3 separate regions of the Hordeum vulgare genome follow, and regions 2 and 3 are each linked to region 1. Evidence: chromatin contacts called from public Hi-C data. All regions are on one chromosome and are shown on one strand. The core of a region is the stretch at or near the end of the contact, and the rest is flanking DNA. Distances in the headings are between cores, read along the strand shown. Region 1 holds the start of LOC123411495 (probable inositol oxygenase). Region 2 holds the start of LOC123409009 (GDSL esterase/lipase At1g29670-like). Region 3 holds the start of LOC123407319 (K(+) efflux antiporter 6-like).

What was found. Hi-C and Micro-C count contacts between places; a contact is called where the count stands out from the background.
Region 2: a contact with region 1 is called in a Hi-C map of seedling, with 7 times the contacts expected there. The contact joins the promoter of LOC123409009 here to the promoter of LOC123411495 in region 1. A contact is called at or near these places in 4 of 6 Hi-C or Micro-C datasets (leaf and seedling).
Region 3: a Hi-C map of leaf shows a contact between it and region 1, with 3 times the contacts expected there. The contact joins the promoter of LOC123407319 here to the promoter of LOC123411495 in region 1. A contact is called at or near these places in 2 of 6 Hi-C or Micro-C datasets (leaf and seedling).

Annotation. Positions count from the first base shown.
Region 1 is chr7H:514,280,042-514,283,866 of MorexV3_pseudomolecules_assembly, forward strand. LOC123411495 (probable inositol oxygenase) reads right to left here and starts at 2,325. Exons shown (of 10, transcript XM_045104452.1): 1 at 2,178-2,325; 2 at 1,913-2,012; 3 at 791-1,077; 4 at 616-675; 5 at 476-528; 6 at 271-393; 7 at 85-154. The coding sequence starts at 2,208.
Region 2 is chr7H:514,443,009-514,447,315 of MorexV3_pseudomolecules_assembly, forward strand. LOC123409009 (GDSL esterase/lipase At1g29670-like) reads right to left here and starts at 1,266. Exons shown (of 4, transcript XM_045102014.1): 1 at 674-1,266; 2 at 25-288. The coding sequence starts at 1,177.
Region 3 is chr7H:514,045,581-514,049,294 of MorexV3_pseudomolecules_assembly, forward strand. LOC123407319 (K(+) efflux antiporter 6-like) reads right to left here and starts at 1,507. Exons shown (of 20, transcript XM_045100427.1): 1 at 1,044-1,507; 2 at 783-826. The coding sequence starts at 1,359.

The DNA of each region.
Region 1 (3,825 bases), core at 1,075-3,574:
GTACATACCCAAAGAATTGTGAGGTTTTAATTACTTCAAAATCAAAACTCCTATCTAATCGAAGCCATTGCGGTGCGTGCTTACGGTAGAAGGAGTGGTATCTGATGATGAACAGCCCTGCAGAAGGAAGGGTGGTCTTGTTCTCCTTGGCAACCTGAAGACGAGCATCCCAAACACATTTCAGAGAACACGGCATGTGCAAGAACTTCGTCGTTGGTTCGCGGCTCGTGCACGACGGCGCGACGGCGCAGGTGATGAACGGGCGCGTACCAGGTACATGTAGTCGTCATGGCCCCATGACATGAGCACGTTGTCCAGCCCGCACCCCTCGGAGTAGACCCCGAACTTGGTGTTGAACTCCGGGTTGTGGTAGTCAGGGTTCTCCTTGAGGTACTGCACGCATCGTCGCAGATGCAGAGTCAGAGGGCAAGCAAAGCTTCAGCCTTGAACCGGTCATGGGCGTTGAGGCGCTTACCTTGAAGTGGACGTTGCATTCGTCGAACGCGCAGCCCACGGGGAAGGTGTCACCTGAAGAAAGATGCCACGAAGCTCGTCAGAGATTCAGAGCTGAATTTGGCAGAGGTTTGGTGTGCAGGGGTCTCTTTGACTGATTACCTACGACTGCCCACTGAGGAAGCTCCCCGAAGCTGGGATGCAGCAGCACCTTGCCCAGATCTGCACACCGCGGCAACTCACATCACAACACATGAGAAAAAAGAAGTGCATGTTCAATTTGAAGTGTAAAAACGCCTTATATTTTGGTGCAGAGATGCTGATAAGAGCTAGCGACCGTGGATGAGGCCCGTGAGGTGGAGCCAGTCCTCGTCGGGGTAGTCCTTGCGGATGGCCTCGGCGGTCTGGAGGAGGTGCTCGATCTGCGGCATGTCGAGGTCGGGGTCGCTGTCGTCGATGAACTCGTTGAGCAGCTCGATGCACTCCCAGATGCTCATCTCCGTCCTGTCCAGCCGCGCGTACGCGTCCCGCATCCGCCGCACGAACTCGTACGTCTGGCTGATGTGGTTCACGCGGTAGAACTCCTCCACCGTCTTCTTCCGCTCCGACTCCGCGTCGTAGTCCCTGCAGCAGGCACGCAGGTGGGTCTCAGCCTCCGCTTCAGCTTCGTTCGTTGGTGCAGTACGCACTGTGGTTATCAAGTTCGGTTCGCGAAAAGGGTTTGATAAGCACGTCCGCCACGGAGTATGCGTCCGTGCCAACTCTGCTTATCGCGGAAAGAAAAACTCGCGAGCCTCTGCAAGCTTTTCTTTTCTTCTTCTGAGTATTAGCAAGCCTATGAAAGCTGAGATACAGAAAAATGATTCTGTTCGACTAATTCTAGCGCAAATGCGGGGAGATTCTTGCCCAGCTTAACTCCCTCTACTCCAATTTTAGCTAATTGGTTTCAGCAGGTCCTTCGTGATACCGTTACACATCTTTTCATTTAAGATGTGCTTCTCCTTTCTTTTTTTTTTAGTAAAAAATATCCTATCATGTCATAATCAGTACCTGCAGTCCTAAAAAAAAGCACCTGTATATAGAAACAAAGTAAAACTTAATAACATATATATATATATTTTTCGTTGTTGTGGTACAACTGTTGGTAGGCTTTTCGAGCATTTTTTTTCTTAAACAGAGCGTAAAAAGAGTTGTCTGGTTAATTAACAAAAAAACTGAACCACGACAGATACAAATAAACGACGTGCGGACAAATGGTGAGGTCATGTGGAAACAAATTCAATTTAACTTTGTTTTGTCCTTTCTCGTGGGATGAGTTTCAACAGGAGAAACATGGTTCGCGACTTAAAACGTGCAAATGTGTGTGTGTATATATATCATTAGAATTGATGATTTTTTATTTCAATCCAAAAAAAACACGGGAGGTGAGGTCGAGAAACGGAAAACCATGAGAAGTCACCTGAAGGTGTGGCCGAAGGCGTTGGAATCCGGCACGGTGAAGCCGCCGTCGAGCACGAGCTCCCCCGGGTCCCCGGCGACCTTCCTCTCCGCCGCCGCATCTGCAACCACCCAACAGAAATTCCGGACTAAACATCAGCGTCATGCCCATCCCACGGCGTTCTGTTCGCGCACTCAACCTCCAACTCCAAGAAACACGAACAGGAACTCAACAAGAAGAGGCAAGGAAAGGAGCACGCAAATGAGACGGGCAAGAGGAGCCTCACCGAACTGAGTCTGGTCGATGATGATGGTCATCCTGACCGGGGAAAAAGATCGCCGATCGGAGCTCTCGCGGCAGCGAGAGCGGCGGAGAAGCAGGGTCCAAGAAGACAGGACGGTAACGGCGTATGGGCTTGGTTGGGCTCTCTGCTCTGCAGGAGGGAAATCCAGAGCGGTATTTATAGGAGGGCCGAGGGGGGGTGGGGCCCAGGCGTCAGCGGCTGGCTGTTTAGGGTGGTACCGAAGAGTAATACGTGACGGCGTGTTGATGGCGCTATCCTGCGGATTTCCCATTTATTAATTGGGTCAGTGACTCAGCCATGGCGTGGAGCTGCGCCTGTCGATGACAGCAACAGCTCGTGTCGTCTGTTTTCCTCCTTTTCCCTAGGGCCTAATTTCATTTCCTTCCTCATCCGGGTTTCGCTGTGTTATTACTATCCTTTATTTTGTGTCAGAGGTGTTTTTTAACACAATACACACGTCTAACTGTCATACGTACGTACATACGTTCATCCGAACACCTCCAAGAGACTGGCGCGCAGGTATTAAAACGGCACTTTATGCCCTCCTTCTTCGGTAACGACGAAAAAGATGAATTAGAAAAAACTTAAGGGCCATCGTCAAAAAAGGAAAAACTTAAGGCCACTTTTATTCAATCGATTTTATCAAAAAATAGTGGGTTGAGATCATGTTAACACAATACACACGTGGTTGTAATGGGTAGTATTATATACTAGTATCATGCATATGGTACTAGTATATGATATCACATCTGTAATGCATAGTATCATATGTTACTCCTTCCTTTCCGGTTTACAGGGCTCATTTTAAAAATTTCAGATTTTCATTATATTAGGCTCATTTTCAGTCTAATTAATTTAAAGTGCTTTGAGTCCCATACTATATTTAATTCATAGAGTTTAGAAAAAGAAGATGAGTGGCTATGCATACATCGTTTTCTACATCCACTATGCAAGTCCAATGAGAAGGATGATGCTACATTTATTGCCTTGGAAATTGAATATGTGAGAAAATTTTCATTGGCTAGTTAAAACTAGTGTCATCCACTCACAATTCACCTTGATTGATGAGATTTTAGATTTGAGCCCTATAAACCAGAAAAAAGGGAGTAGTATCATAAGATAGTTCATTTATTGTCATGCAAGACACATAGTAACACATCATTTAATATGATACGGTATCATGATATGAGACTCAACTCTCTCTTTGTTCATTTAATTCCAAGTCACCTCATTGAAATTGCCTAGTTGGCATGTATGATACTACCTATGATACTACCATTACGAGCAGCCTAACGTTCATACATACGTTCATCCGAACACCTCCAAAAGACTGACGCAGGTATTAAAACGACACTTTATGCCCTCCTTCTCCGGTAACAATGAAAAAGAAGAATTAGAAAAAACTTAAGGCCCATCGTCAAAAAAGGAAAAACTTAAGGCCACTTTTATTCAATCGATTTTATCAAAAAATAGTGGGTTGAGATCATGTTAACCTTTTCTATGTGGATTGTCTGGTTCATATGACAAAATACTACTTGATTTTACTAATTAACGTTTTGCAATACACTTAAAGAAAGTGTTCATACACTCCAAACTCTTGTAGACAATATTTAGTTTTTTTTCGTTAGAT
Region 2 (4,307 bases), core at 16-2,515, 160 kb after region 1:
TGCATTAACTAACATGCCACTCACCTGAAGATGGGCCGAGAGCTTGGTGATGAGTGATCTTGTGAAGTCTGACAACTGGGGCCTGGTTGTGCTTCTGGGCCGGTAGTAGTTGAGCAGGTAGTCGTTGCCGCCTGTCCCGATCACGAATAGGGTCTTGGGCAGGAAGCAATCGTGCAAGAAATCATGGCCCTTCATCTGATGATGAGTGCTGGCTGTCGTTGCTCCAAGGTCTGGTAGAGTCACTGCCTCGAAGTTGCTGATTTGCTGCTTCAGGCTCAACACCTTGCCCTAAATGTGCAGCAAACACACATCACACAACACAACCTATCTTCTACTATGATCAAAGTTAAACACACATCACACACTCAACATCTTTTATCCATAAAGATATACTGATGGTATTGCTATAATTTACGATCAAAGTTAAATTTTAAGAATACGTGCACGTCTCGTTCATTGAAACAGAGGGAACAGTGGATTAGTTGAAGCTCGAACACGCATCACAATAGTTGAGTTGATTTTTTAGGATGCGTGCACCGGTGCACGTCTTGTTCATTGAAACCGAGGGAATAGTTGATTAGTTGAAGCTTGAACACGCATCACCACTATTACTATTCCGTCGTATACGTGCAAGAAGGTAAAGAACAGCAGTACTGGCAATGGTAGCACTCACGGTGTCCTGGCCGGTGCTGTCGAGGATGCCAGAGCCGCCGGACGCGAAGTTGACCCCGTGCAGCGCGGCGCGGCCCCTGGTAGCCGGGTCGGCGAACGGCGGGATGCGGCCGCCGCGGGGAAGGCGGAGAAGCTCCCCGAGCGCGTCGATGGTGTTGCGGCCGTTGGAGAAGCGGCCGGAGGGGCCGAGCGGGAAGTCGACGCCGTAGGGCAGGTAGTCGGCGCGCACGCCGGTGCTGTTGAGGAAGTTGTTGTTGCCGTTGTCCACCAGCGAGCTCCCGAACACGAACACGGCCTTCACAATTGGCCTCCCCCGGCCGCCGCCGCCGCTCCTACCCACAGCTCTGCCGCCGTGGCAGCTCGTCGAGCCGCCCGCGCCAGCAGCGGCAGCGTCGCACCGTGTTAGCACGATAAGTAGGTAGAGCGACGCCATGACCGCGGCGAGCTTGGGCATGGCCATTGCCGGTGAAACGAGCTGAGATGAGGCCGGCAGTAACCAAACCATATCGAGGTGGCGATAAGGTACTGGAGGGGAGCTACTACTAACAGTAACCGCGAGCTTTACCAGCCACCTTGAAATGGATGATACGGAGAGCGTTGCTACTTATAGGCAGAAGAGGTCAAGAGGGAGGTGCGTAACAGCAACAACTGTCGGGTTGATTGAATGCGGGTAGGTTTGTGCACCTCGTGAGGCAGAGGGATCTGGAGATCTGCATGCAGTTACCGCATGCGCGCGTACAGTAAAAACTCTTCTATGCGAAGTGCATATGCATGCGTACCCAGAGCCAGAGGCCAGAGCCCGATCAACCCTGAGGGATATGGGGCACATCACTCCTGAGATACCGGGTGCGTGGAGCGATGTGATATATCGAGCCGGTGGATAGGCAGATGACAACTGCGTTGTTGGCACTCAATGAAAACTTGACCAAACGGTCGTCGAACAGAAACTTGCCTGTTGCTCTTGGGCGTGCCCTAGAACAGACCTCCGTACTTTTTATTTTTACGGGGATATAGGGTGTTTGTATTACTCAATCAATGGGCGGTCCGCCTTAGAAAGTTATGGCACAACACCCGGACCCGATCAAATCCACACAAAAAAAGTGCAATTCTCACGTCTACCAAAATTAGCTAAAAAATAACTCGCGACATTTTGATCACGCTTCACATGTGTGATATTCACATCTCTGCCCTCGTGCAGGGATCTCAAAATAGTATCCACCATCATGGTGTATCTCGAGCGGCCTGCGTGTCCTTGAGAAATCAGATTCTTCGCCTCGGTCTTCAGAACAATCGACAGTGTAGTCCATTGCAAGGCAAACACGATTCCCTCCCTACAGGCTGAGAGCTCTGCATCTAGCGCATCCGCACACGATCTCAAGGATCGACTGGCGGAAAAAATGATGGCTCCTATATCATCATGCAAAAACATTCCCGCTCCAGCCGTGCCATCCGCCTCGCAAAAGGAACCATCAACTGATAGTTTGGTCCATCCGGCTGGTGGTGGAGAACATGCAAGCCTCGGTTGTTGTTTGTGTGCACCCTTAGATGGCAACACTTGCTTCCCATGTGGTAAGACCACCACTTTGCCCTTGACGTGGTCTAGCTCTAGATGTTGCTGAATGCTCTGAAGCATGTTGACATAACTGAAAAGAAAGCGCACAGAAGACTCGACGTCTGGTGGCTTCTTGTTGTGCACTATTTCATTCCGCACATGCCAGCACCTCCATAAAGTCATAAGAACATCTCTAACAGGCGCCGAACGCGCCGCGCGCAAAAAACTGGTTTGCCGTGCGCCCATCGTCTGGATTGGCGCGGCGCGCAGCGTTGGCTCCAGCAGCTGCGTTAAAATACAGCGCGCGCGCTCACAACATTTTTTTATTTTAGATAATAATAAATCGGAAGCATAGATAAATAAAAACTAGATAGATTGCATAAATAAAAAGGGCACTACTACGCGTCCATCGGCTGATCCGCAAGAAACATCCGCCACCTTGAGAGCCGTCGGATGTACGCGCGCAGCCGTCCAATCTACCTCCTGGCATGTGGCACGGTCGCCTCCTCCGAATCATTAATTCCCGAAACAACGGTCGAGTTTCAGAAACAAACGCTTTGTTGCAGAATAATTTTAGACTCATTAATTCCTGAAACAACGCGAATTGCAGAAACAAGCCTTTGTTGCAGAATAACTTTCACCATAGATGAGGTCGCAGAAAAACTTTTGCAACAAAGAGCATATTGCAGTTTTTTTTTAAAGAAAGATGAGGTTGCAAAAAAAATTGTCTTCACTTTTCTGCAACACGGGGTATTGTTGCAGAATAAACTTCTGCAACACAGATGATGTTGCAGAAAATATTACAATAAAAATGATGATACAGAAACACCTCCGTCGTTGTAGAGAGCATCGCCATCGTCGCCGCCAACCAGAAGGCCATCCACCTCCGAGGTCTCGTCCCGAGCGCCGCCAATCCCCGTCGCCGGTCGCGTCGTCCGGCGAGCTCATATCCTACCTCCGTCTCCGAGATCTCATCTTGAGCACCATCAATCCCGTTGTCAGTCGCGTTGTCCGGCGAGCTCGTATCCTATTTCTATGAAGCGCTTGCTGTTGAGGGCCATGGCCGGTGTGTGATGGATGAGGCTGAATGGCTGGAAGGAAGAAGATATAAGAAGAAAAGATGTGGAGAGTAGTCTAATGAGAATATAAGGCAACACGTGAAAGCGGTGTGCAGGTCAATTTAGACACATGTCATCCATAAAAGAAGGCGGAAGCAACGAAAAAATCAGCCGGCTGATTGAGATTATTTCCCAAATAAAAAAGATACAAAGGCATTTTACATCGGTGAAACTAGATAGATAGTTCGAAAGCATAGATAAAACTACGGTGCAACTAGATAGAAACTACTCCTAGTCGCTACCATCATCACCATCATCATCCTCGTCGGTGTTGTCCGAGGTTGAGAGCCATAGGTCCAACCAACGATCATCGTTTTCCGTGAAGAACGACCTTCCGCCTGCTGCAACGGTATCCGCCTGCGTATTCGCCAATGCCTTCCGCTGACTCCTGTCCAACCGCTCCTCGCGGCGCCTTGCCCAGTAGTCTTGCTCGTAGGCGACGTCCTTCGGGTGGCGCCGGCGTCACTCCGCCATGACCCGCTCGTCCTCCTAGGCGACGAGGAGGCGGCGCTGCCGCGCAGCGTGCTCCGCACGGTCTTTTGCCGTGTTAAGACGAGGCGGCGGGGCGACGTCTGGCGCATGCTGGAGCGTGTAGACGTCCTGGAAATTCATCTGCCCGCGCGGCCTGCCTAGGCGCCACGCCGCCGCGTCGAACGCGCGGCCGGCCTCGTGCGCCATCTCGTAGGTGCCGAGGCTGAGCGGGAGATCGCCGGAGCGTATCTCGGAGTAGTACCCGCCGTTGGGGCGCAGGCGGACGTCGCGGTAGCCCGACGCTCCTCGGCGGCGCGGCGGCATGGTGGCGCATCGGTGGCGGGGCGCTGGAGCGGTGGAGGCGCACGTGGCAGAGGAAGAGGAAGAGGAGTCGTGGAAAAGGCGTGTGGCGAATGCCGCATTTTATAGACGCGCCGGAAGCGGTGCGGCAAAAATGACGCACGAGCTGCCGTCTTTTCGCGCGCGCGAGTTTT
Region 3 (3,714 bases), core at 257-2,756, 240 kb before region 1:
AATACGGAATTGAGAAAGTGATAGGATCAAATATGGAATTGAGAAATATGATAGGATAGACGGATGCAAGTCAGAGTAGTTGTAACTCATGAGTGTATCATGTAGAAGATCAAATGACTAAATGAATGTCAGCTGGGACCAAGCACTCAGGGTCAGGGGTTTATGCAAAACTCAAATGATTTCTATCAGTAAGTTAGTAACTTACACCACAACAATTGTTTCACAAAGTTAGTCAGGTATCATAAGCAAATATTAGTTTTTGATTCATAATCCAGCACAGTAAACACCATTCAAGATATTGTAGTCAGTATTAGGAAAACGTCAACTACTTTAATCTCACTAAGTCAAAAGGCCAGTGGGCCGAATAATTGGTCAACAGGCGCAAAACCTACAGAATGATATATAGAAGGATAACTGAATGCTTGGAAATTACAATACACTGAGGAAGCTGGTGAAGCTTCGTCATTATCAATGGTGTAACCTCTGTCCAAATGTCAGGTCCACCCGAGACATAGATGGTATCAGATATTTTACAGGCGTACAATACATACTCAGTCGTGTCAAAGACTAGTTATGTTTTGATATTAAACCGCATGTAAAAGGAAGTCAATTTAGAAGTTAAGTCACGCATATGTTGAACTAGTCTCCTAAATCTAGAGAGCCGGCAAGACATGAACAACCATTCCATGAGCATCATAATAATGCAAAATTCAACCAGGTTCCATAATCATTGTAAACGAACAATCCGACCACACACAAACAAAACTGTGCAGATGAATCACCTGCTTCTCGGCGACGGTGTTGTTGAAGCTGCCGGGGTCCGTCTCTGCAAAATCATAGCAGCAGAGGTCAGCACAGGCCAGCTCAATGCAAAGACCCAGAAACAGGCAGGATTCGCCAATTCCCAGCAAAGCGCGGCAGCCGGGGCCGAGATCTAGGCAGCCGGCCGCCGACACACGCCAGGGCGCGCCGAAACCAGATCCCCGAGCCACGGAGCCCGCGAGGCGGATCGCGGGGAGACGGCGGGACTCAGATCCACGCACCTCCGCCGCCCTGGTCGCCCTCCGAGTCGGGGAACTCCTTCTCCAGCGCGCGGTCGATCATGTCGGCGAGGCTGTTCTCCTTGTTCGTGCCATTGCCCTGCGCTGCCTCCCCGCCGGCCTGGGCCGCCCCCAGGGCCGCGGCCGTGGCGTCCGCGCGCTCCACCGCCGCGACCGCCTCGCCCACGCGGCCCTCGTCGCCCGCCTCGGCCGCGTCGCCGGCCGCGCCGGGGAGCAATGCGGCGGCGGACGCGAGGAGCAGGGCGACGAGGAGGCGGGGGAGGACCGGGCCCAGCAGGCGGCGGCGACGCATCAGCATCGCCGGAGGGGAGCGGTCGGAGTGGGGTTTAGATTTTGGGAGGAAGAGGCGAAGCGTGTGCGGGTGCCAGCCGTGTGCGTGCGTGCCCGTGTCCTGGGAAGAAAGTGGGGGCAAATGCGTGAGTCGTGCGTGACTGTGCTAGGTGCGGGCGCAGCCGGCTGAAGCAGCAGCGATTTGTAGAGGAGTTTTTTTTTTTCCTTTTTTTGTTAGTTATGGTATCACTTCCGTCCGGGCTTGTTGGTTGGGTTCATTATTTTGTCCCCTTTTATTTGTGAATCTACCAACTCGTGTCTTGACGGCTCCTTGGATCAACCCAGAATTCCAAAAATGCAGGCGGATAATAATGGTAAGGGCATGTATTGAGCACATGTATTGAGCAATCCAACGCGATGACCTGTTCGTTTGGATTAAAACAGACACAAAAATCGACCCAAATGCGTCGATCTAAACATACGAGAGTCCGCTTTTCATCCGTCGGGAGATCCATTCCAGACCAAATGTGAGACTCGTTTGCGTCGACACGAACATGAAACGGACGCGCACGACGCGCGTCTACTACTCCCTCTGGCCCACTAGTCGGTTGCACAGCCACCCCCATTTCCCTTCCTCTCCCAAAATATTCCCGTCACCTCGCGCTCCCGACCGCTCACCATGGATGACGTGCCGACCCTCAATGTCATCACCGGACTCGCCTCCCTAGCCTCCTTCGACCGGGCCCTCCTCACATAGGGCCCCCGTCGTCACCACCAAGGGCAAGCCCCACACCGCCCGCAAGACAGCGGCGCCGATCAAGAAGAAGTCGTTCACACCCGAGCAGTGGGCCATGTAGTCGGCTAAGAGGAAGGAACGGAGGCACACGCGGGAACACAAGCTTGAAGACGAGTCTTCCGCTACCCTGGCCACTGTCGCATAGAGGAAAGCATTACAAGAGTCGCTGCAGCGACGAGGGAGGCCTTGATCTCCCTAGTGTTAAACCCATGTTAGCACGGGCTCGCCACCGCCATCGTCGTGGGCGCAGCCAACACGGGCTCGACGGCCTTTCCTCGTGTGCCATTGCCAGAGTCGCCGCGCACGTCTACCCCGCCGTCACTTCCGGGCTTCCATCCCTACCTGCAAGCCTCCCGTTTCTCCGAGGAATGCTCGTCGGAGGTGAGCGTGGTGGCGTCGGCCACACTCACGCCTATGTCCGTCGACCTTAATGCCACACATGTGGTCGATGGACCATCCTCCGGAGGCTGGAGTAAATGCCCACGGAAGATCATAGTCGGCATGCTTCCAAGCGCCCACAACCTATTTGATAGAATGTCGACCATGGACGATGAGACGACCAACCGTTTCATCATTGAGAACATCATCTTCGAAGGTGGTGCGGGTGTCGATGCCTTCGATCCTGAGGAGACCCAAAGCCAAGATGGTCGAGCCCCCTTCATGGCCAACACCTTTTGACCATGGTGGCACGGTCGACCCCTTCACGCAAGGCCAAGATGGCATGGGCAGCACCGTCCCCACCGACCATGAGTTTTCGAAGGACTATGACCTAGAAGAAGATGATGAAGTGGACATTGACGGGGGGCCTTTGTTCGAAGACGAGCTATCTATCCAAGCCAATGTGGTCAAGAAGAGCCAAAACAAGCGGACAAAGGCATACACAAAGGATGAGGACAAGCTCCTTTGTGAATGTTCGAGAGACATTGGATAAGACCCCAAGGTCGATGCCAAGCAAAAGGCATCAAATTTTTGGTTGTGTGTTCATCACGAATTACATGAATGCAAGAAGTTCGTGTCGTACCAAATAAAGAGCAAGCACGGGTGGGTATCCATCTCGAAGCGTTGGAGGGTGATACAACAAGAGTGCAACAAGTTTTGTGCCACCCTTGAGAGCATCGAGGGATGTCCCGTGAGCGGCCTTGGCATCAAAGACATGGTATACATGTTGGGTTCTACAGTAGGTGCATCGCATACATTATAAAAATTTCCTACATGTAGAACAGCGAGAAACATGCTACGGAGATGGATCGCAGATCGTTACCACTAGACGCGAAGTGCCATGCAGCGGAAGTAGAGTTGGGGCAGCGGGCCCGCGAGGTTTGTCTCCTCCTCGTCCAATCTCCCTTGAACAGTAAGTCGCTGAATCTCGCGTACAGGTTTACCTGAGCAGCACAAGTGCACCGCCTCTAATGGTATCTGAGCGTACACGAGGAACACCATCGGCAATGAGTGGAGGTGGCTAGTTGCAACACATGTAAAGTCCTGGTGACGGCGCCAAAGTGATCAACCGAATGAGTGTGTTGCCGCACCTCCACTATATATAGGCATCTGTCGCGGGCTCAACTCTTGGGCCTCGCATGGATCCTA